Regions from separate parts of the Zea mays genome. Here region 1 is linked to region 2. The links are chromatin contacts, called in public Hi-C maps. All regions are on one chromosome and are shown on one strand. Each heading gives the region's core, a stretch centred on a gene start, on an enhancer-like site or on the middle of the called end of the contact. The rest is flanking DNA. Distances are from core to core; before and after follow the strand shown. Region 1 holds the start of LOC100276459 (putative RING zinc finger domain superfamily protein). Region 2 holds the start of LOC100277126.

Region 1 (4,094 bases), core at 291-2,790, 240 kb before region 2:
AGCAAAGTAAAAAAAGAAGCGAGTTCAAGATTAAGCAGAAACATTGTTTGGGGGTGTACTGTTAGCTAATATTTACTTCATGAACAGAAGTGTGAGACTGTGAGGCATTACTAAAATCATGCAGCATGGTCATATATAGCAAGAAACTACACTAAATATCAATTGAGTCAAAACACAGTATGAGATGCAGATTGCTAAGATAGATAACATAGAACAGAAGAAATTAATGTGCAACTCCATCTTGTGATATTTGTTAAATGAATTAACAGTCCAGCAGCTAAGTATCTTTCAGGAGTAACATCCAGGCACACGGGGAAGGTGCACTTCTATAAACTATACCGCATAACCAACTTAGAATATTTAATGGAATTGTCGAACCGTTACAGAATCGGGATATGTGGATATGCCAAATAAAGAAAAACAGCATATGTAAGTTCAAGTACCGGACTAGATGGCTTGATGGGGACTCTAGTCTCCATATGAGGATTAATACCCTGACTAACATTACGCCAGACCAAGCAAGCCTATTCAAAACAAATCAACGTTTAGAGCTAAAGCATCAATCCATGTCTTCACCTGCGCCCTTGTATTTAGTAGAAAATGGAATGCAAGAAGGACCTAACAATAATAGACAAGACCCACCAATTAACTGTGGGGGGCAGTTCAATAATAACCTATAAAGGATCCTACGACCATTTCCCATCCGCACGAGACAAATCACATCCACCTGCAAGATATGAACTGATATATATGAATTTCAAACCATCTAGATGGAAAATTCTATTCTGTCGTGTTCCTCAATCCAAGGTAGTCCAATTCAAGAAACCCTCACCCAGCTATGCAGAACAGAGCCATGGATGATCCGCGCCATGCTCTGGGGTTACCCAAAGGCCAAAGCAAGAACACGAACCCACCCCCCCCCCCCCCCCCCCCCCCCCCCCTCTTATGATCGAGAGGGCCTAAAACAGCTCTCTGCTGCCCGTTCCAGGATCACAAATCCCAAGCGTACTCTCGCATCAGATCCAGGCAACATGCGGATTCGATCAAGAGTCTCATCGACGATCCGTTCACCATACACGCAACTACGCACGCCGAGCCGGGACCGCATCCCCCACGAAACCCCGGGCCCGAGAAGTCACCGTTTCTTGATGAAGGGCATCGCATTGCGCCGAGAAACAGAATCGCCCGCCCAGAACCCAAGGAATTCGACGGAAGACGATATCAAGCAGCACCCCCCGCTAAGAACACCCGAAACCCCCCACAGGACGGGCCGCTCTCTTACCGTTCTCGGAGGCGCCGGTGGCGGCCGCCGCCGGGGGATTTGATACCGCGGGGCCGCGCTGCATTGGATTGGACGAATCGGTGGGGTAATCGCGGAGAGGATCGACGAGAAAGCCCTAAGATTTTTTTTCCTCCCCCACTCCTTTCTCTCTCGCGAAGGGGGGGAGGAGGCGGAAGGCTCGCTCTGCCTCTTTTCCTCTCGCGCGGCTCGCGCACCAGGCCACTCGCAGTGAGGGATGGGGTGGGAAGGGGAGAAAAGACTGGGAGTGGCAGGAGGTGCGGGTTATATAGGCTTCGGCGTGAGGCGTGCTCTCCGGGCCCACAGCTCAGTTGCCGATGGGCCCGCAAGCGCTTGGGCTGGGTGCCTGGCTTTGGGTCGGTGTGGGATCCACGTGGGGGAAAGTACGGGGACAGGCCAGGGCGGTGTGGTATGTCCAGGGATTACATTCTCGATTCAAAATTTCAAAAATCCGTTTTATTGACTAAATTTTGATTTTTTTTATTTTCAAATTTAAAACTAGAATGCACCAAAAATCGGGCCAATATCAGCGGGTTTCACTCGTTACTGAGTGATAAACTCTTCCATGGGTACGTCCATTTGTTCCAACCTAAACCTTTTTCTCTCCGCAGATTTTTCAGCTTAAAAAATGTGTGAACTTAAGTTTGGTTAACTTGTTATTTTTGAGAATTCTACAGTGAGTTGTGGGTGGTAGAAAAACTATTGTTGTTTATAGGCTATAGAAAAACTAGAAACCATTGGATTCAATGGTTGGAAAAAATATATATCAACTTCTTTTGATGACAAGCGAATCACATATGTCAACCTATGTCAATCTTATCTTTTTCCTTCACATAGACATTCAGTTGAGGTCACACTCGCTTGTGTGACAACGATGTCACACATGATGGTTAGGGCCATGCGCATTGTCGAGGTAGATGCCAGAGCCGCTCAAGCTCGAGGGGGTCATCTCATTTCATGGAGGCTAGAGAGGGAGGGTCATTGGAGCTAAGCTCGAGGGAGGAAGGAGCGCTGCCACTAGTCACAATATCCTTTATGTGGGCTTGGCTTATTACACTAATAAACACGTGGATCGTCTAAGGCTAGACTCGCTACAACGAGGATGTGGGTTGCCGACAAGCAATTGATCCGCAGTAATAAATATTGTGTTAATCTCTTGTCCATTGCATCTTGTAGCTTATATTATGTTGTGTAGAGTAATCCATGATAGCATTTTATCATTGATCACATCTTGTATATGGTACTAAGTAAGAAGCGGGATAGAGATAGATCGAGACAATTATACCGATAAGTTTTATATTATCTCTAGTTATTGTAATATATTTTATTAAACTATTTTTATAGACTATTCACCATCTCTAGCTATCTAGATCATTTGAAACAGTCTTACCACATTTGAAGCAGGAGCGTTTTCCCCTTGACTTTTTTTTCTTGGGGTACTCCTTGCGTCCTTTTAGCGCGGTCTTGAAGCGCTTGATGATGAGTGTCATCTCATCTTCATTGAGCCCGACAGCCTCTACTTGTGCCACCTTTCTTGGTAGCGCCTCCCTGCTGCTGGTTGCTTTGAGAGCAACAGGTTGTGGCTCGTAGATAGGTAGTGGACCGTTTAGTGCATCATCCACGTATCGAGCTTCTTTCACCATCACACGCCCGCTCACAAATTTTCCAAGGATCTCCTCGGGCGTCATCTTGGTGTACCTGAGGTTTTCACGAATAAGGTTGACAAGATAGGGGTCAATAACAGTAAATGACCTGAGCATGAGTCGGACGACGTCATGATCCGTCCATCTTGTGCTTCCATAGCTTCGGATCTTGTTGACCAGGGTCTTGAGCTTGTTGTAGGTTTGTGTTGGCTCTTCCCCCTGATCATGGTGAATCTCCCCAGCTCGCCTTCCACCAGTTCCATCTTGGTGATCATTGTAGCACCATTTCCCTCATACAAGATCTTGAGGGTGTCCCAGATTTGTTTGGCGTTGTCCAAGCCGCTAACCTTGTTATATTCATCCCTGCATAGAGATGCTAGCAAAACAGTAGTGGCTTGGGCATTTTTATGAATTCGTTCATTAATAAGCACATGATTATCCATACTATCAAAATGCATCCCATTTTCCACAATTTCCCAATTGCTAGGATGGAGAGAAAATAGATGACTACACATTTTATGGCTCCAAAATGAGTAATCCTCTCTATCAAAGTGTGGAGGTTTTCCAAGAGGAATAGAAAGTAAGTGGGCATTTGAATTATGCGGAATACGGGAAAATCAAAGGAATAGTTTTGATTAACTGTCTTTTTCTTGGACGAGGAGTCGTCGTCGTCCCTTGGTGAAGAGGAAGATGCATCGCTGTCGTAGTAGATGATCTTCTTGATGCGCCTCTTCTTCTTTTCGTCCCTCTTTTTGTGACTCGAGCCTGAGTCAGTAGGTTTGTCGTCTCTTGGCTCGTTGAAGATGGACTCCTTTTCCTTGTCGCTGACCACCATCCCCTTTCCCTTAGGATCCATCTCTTCGGGCGGTTAGTCCCTTAGATGAAGAGTACGGCTCTGATACCAATTGAGAGCACCTAGAGGGGGTGAATAGGTGATCCTGTAAAATCAAAGACTAAATGGCCACAAACTTGATTATAGAGATGTTAGTGTGAGTTAATCAAGTTGCTATGAAGCGATCTTCTTGTGAACACAACAATCACCAAGAAAAGCAATCACAAGAGACACGCGATTTATCCCGTGGTTCGGCCAAGTAACACTTGCCTACTTCCACGTTGTGGCATCCCAATGGACAAGGGTTGCACTTGACCCC
Region 2 (3,997 bases), core at 718-3,217:
TAGCCCATATTTCTTTGCATTTCTACTCCCCCATGTTCTTTTGTGTTCGAACAACTTACATGGAAGAGAAGGGAAGCAACACGAAATCATGGATTTCCATGACAAAGGTGCCAGTGTGGTCTTTTATTGCATCCTAGACCAATGCAATGCGCCCAAAAACTGAAAGCTTTGTTGTAAGCTGTAAACCTTAGCAGTTATGTGTCCTTAAGTGTAATGCCTTTAGATGTATCTTTCTTAGATCCGCCATCTCCTTAGAACTAGAGGCTCCAGTTAACAGGTTACTCACTATCATTGCTGGTTTCAAATCTAAGCAAAGGGGGCGACCAGAATCTTCTAACCGACACTTCAGAGTAGACAACAGTCATCCAATACTGACCTATTCAAATTTGTTACCGCCGGTACTCAGAGAGTGAACCATTACCATTTATGTTATATTTTATGCGGTAGAATGAGACTGGCTGGTTTAGGCCTCAGGACACCATTGTGAACTGTTTAGGCTGATGGGAAGCTCCTATTAATTCTCGGTCATCTTTTAGCTTCGGCTATGTATTTTACTGTATTGATCGTACCCTTTGGTGCAGTCACCATTCTGTCAGGAGCTCTACTTTGAGGGATCTCATCTGTCCTTTTTCCCTCTACCTGGCTCAATCACACAATGAAATGGTCAAATGGAAATGCACGTACAAGTTTTTTTTTTCTCAGACCTTATTATTATTATTATTATTATTATTATTATTATTATTATTATTATTATTATTATTATTATTATTATTAAGGGAAGGAGCACGTGTAATTGTCGGTTGGTGACACGCTGACACTCCAAGCTAAGCTAGCTAGCTATGCCTCCTCCCTCTCATCACAGTACACTCACACGTAGCCGCCGTTGACTCGGATGACCTGCCCGTTGATCCAGCCGGCGGCGTCGGTGCACAGGAACCCCACCACGGGCGCCACGTCCGCTGGCTCGGCGAGCCTCCCCATGGGGCACTCGCGCGCGGCGGCGGCCACGCGCTCCTCCGATTTGCCCGCGTAGAACATGGGCGTGGCCACGGGGCCCGGCGCCACGGCGTTGGCCGTGATCCCCATCCCTCCGAGCTCCTTGGCCAGCACCTTTGTCATGGCCTCCACGGCCGCCTTGCTGGCCACGTACGCGCCGTACCCGGGCCGCAGCGACCCCACGTTGGAGGACGAGAGGGTGACGATGCGGCCCGCGCCGCCGCGCGCCAGCCGCCGCGCCGCCTCCCGGCAGCACAGGAACGTGCCGCGCGTGTTCACGCCGAACGCGAGGTCCCACTGCTCGGGCGACGTGTCCGCGATCCGCGGGTACGTCGCGTCCTGCACCCCCGCCGCGGCCACCAGCACGTGCAGCTCCGGCCCGAACGCCGCCTCCGCCGCGTCGAACAGCCGCGCCACCTGCGCCGGGTCCGACACGTCCGCTGCCACCGCCACGGCGCGCGGGTCGCTGTTGCCTGCCGGCGAGGAGTTGTTGAGGGCCGCCACGAGCTGGTCCGCGGGGGCCGGGTCGCCGATGAAGCCGACCACGACGCGGGCGCCCAGGGACGCCAGGTGCGCGGCCACCGCCGAGCCGATGCCCCCGGCGCCTCCTGTCACGATGGCCACCCGGCCGGCGAGAGGCTCGTGGGCTGGATGCGCATCTGCCTGTGGGAACATGCTGCTGCTGCTGCCTGGATCGGCCGTGTGCAAAGCGCGGAGCAGTTTTTTTTTATTTATAAACAAAAACAGAACGCTACCGTACCTGCATGTCCGACGCCGGTGGGGTAGTATCATTCGATCGCCTTGCAGCTTGCATTGGTGCTGCTGTACCGCCCATGCTACAGCTACAGGTACAGGGGACCTCGTGGCCTCGAGAAAACTACTTTCCTACTGCTCTGGACCTCGTGACCTCGACGCATGTCTGTGTCGTGTCGTGTGTCTGTCTCCAGCGACCAAATATCCTGTGTCCGTATACACCCCAACTTTGCAGGATAAAGCCATAAGCCTAGTTTAGAAGCCACAGAATCGGAGAGGATTGGATGGCTAAAATTTCCTTCTTATTTAAAATTAAATAAGAAGAAGATTATAGCCTTCCCAATTCCCTCATATTTTCTAGCTCCCAAATTAACGCTAAAGGTATGTTTGGGAGCAAACATGTAAGAGGAGATTAGATAGGCCAAAAAATAATGACTGATCTTTATTATTTTATTATTGGGTGTTCCTCTCGTGCCTTATTATATAATGGATTATATTTTTTCGCGATGCTCTTTAGCCAGATATTGTACCAATGTCGCTGGTGTCCTCATATCTAAAGATGCCAATGGCCTCGATCTCCGATTCTCTGTGGGAAATTTTTCTATTAGAGAATAAGGATGAAGAAGTTTTTAGAGAACGATGATGGGGAAGTTTTTTTTCTTGAAAATATAGGAATTCTTTAAAAATATGGTTACCAAACTAATCCCAATTGCACAGGGTAAAAGTATGTTTAGAAGCAAAAATAGCATAGACGATTAGAGGGATCAAAATCCTCTTGCTATTGTAAGGATAGAGTTTTTTTATATTTTTCCACCTTTGGCGTACAAAACATAAACCACTTGTCATAAAATATATAATGTCATTATCTTTTTCAAAACTTTAATCACTCGTTTTATTAAAAAGAAATCATTAGTTATTACTTACTATTTTTAATTGTTTTATCATTTAAAGATTGTTTGAGCGTAATAAATTTTGAAATTTCCAAATAAATATTTTATATAAAATGAGTGCTGAAAGCTTTTTAAAGTATACTTATGAACGGAGAGAGTATTATTTTTATAATCTATTGAAGAATTAAATGAGAGATAATATAATCTCATTTATAACCTAATGTGAGAACATGATGCTACCACAGTTTCACCCTCCGTGTTGACACTCTGAGTCCACCTACCACACCGCATAAAAAAATAGTGCAGAGCGAGCACTGAAACTCACACCCTGCTCTAGAATTGTGGGGCTAACCACCAGATCACAAATACCTTAATGTTTAGAAACTAACAATAATTATATTTGAATAAATATCTCAATATCTATTTATATGATATATAATAACTGTAGCAAAGCACGGGCTACTGGCTAGTAAATACTAGAAGGTTATACTGTACCATTACAGATGTGCTTGTGTGCTATTTTCTGGACCGTGAGGAGGGACGAGGGATATTGGTGCTAATCCACGTTGATTTTGAACATTTACTGCTCAACAAGCACTACTACTATTATGTAACAATCCAAATCCAGGCCTGTTCGATTAAAAGTCTTAGGGGCGTTTGACAAAGTCCCTGTAACTCTACTTCCTGCGAGAAGAATAACTCACGTAGAGCTAAACGGTAAAAATCTAAACTATTTTATAGTGGGGGGTGCATTGAATAGTCTCTATTTTGTACTATAAAGTAGGAGAAAAAAAACTACTTCCCATTGTTCCTAGCCCGCTCTTCACTCTCTAACCTCTCAGAAATCACTTCATAGCCTATTTGACAAACGATTTTTGTCAAACAGATTCACTTTTGCTAAAGAATCACTCGAAATCACTCTATTAGAGAATCGGCTCTCGGAGTTAGAGAATCATAGAGCAGAGCTCTGCCAAACGAGCCCTTAGTAATAAAATTGAATAAGCCTTAATGGGTGACCATGGTCCCTCTTTGGTCTTAATGATATACTCATATTCATAAAAGAATGCAACTATGAATTGTAATTACTCCCTCTTTTCCAAATTACAATCCGTTTTATTTTTTACACTAAGTTTAACCGGTTTGTATTATTCAAAAAATCATAATTATTATTAATTTTGTTGTGATATTATTTAGTCTCTAATAGACTTTAAGTATTATGGCTTTGATTTTTTTATTTTTTTCGCAAAAAAAATAAATAAGACGAGACGTTCAAACTTGCTAAAAAAGTCAAACAAATTATAAATCAGGACAGAAGTATAAGTTTAATTAAATTTATAGCAAATAATATTAGCATTTAT

Evidence for each region. A called contact is a pair of places that touch in the nucleus more often than the background predicts.
Region 1: a contact with region 2 is called in a Hi-C map of ear, with 3 times the contacts expected there. The contact joins the promoter of LOC100276459 here to the promoter of LOC100277126 in region 2. A contact is called at or near these places in 4 of 25 Hi-C or Micro-C datasets (ear, leaf, root tip and 1 more) and 1 of 3 datasets of contacts at active chromatin or transcription factors (leaf).

What each region holds. Positions count from the first base shown.
Region 1 is chr4:179,365,742-179,369,835 of Zm-B73-REFERENCE-NAM-5.0, reverse strand. LOC100276459 (putative RING zinc finger domain superfamily protein) reads right to left here and starts at 1,540. Exons shown (of 5, transcript NM_001407007.1): 1 at 1,283-1,540. The coding sequence starts at 1,346.
Region 2 is chr4:179,127,880-179,131,876 of Zm-B73-REFERENCE-NAM-5.0, reverse strand. LOC100277126 reads right to left here and starts at 1,967. Exons shown (of 1, transcript NM_001150783.2): 1 at 750-1,967. The coding sequence starts at 1,671. The coding sequence ends at 868. LOC100381621 reads left to right here. Exons shown (of 7, transcript NM_001174438.2): 7 at 1-103.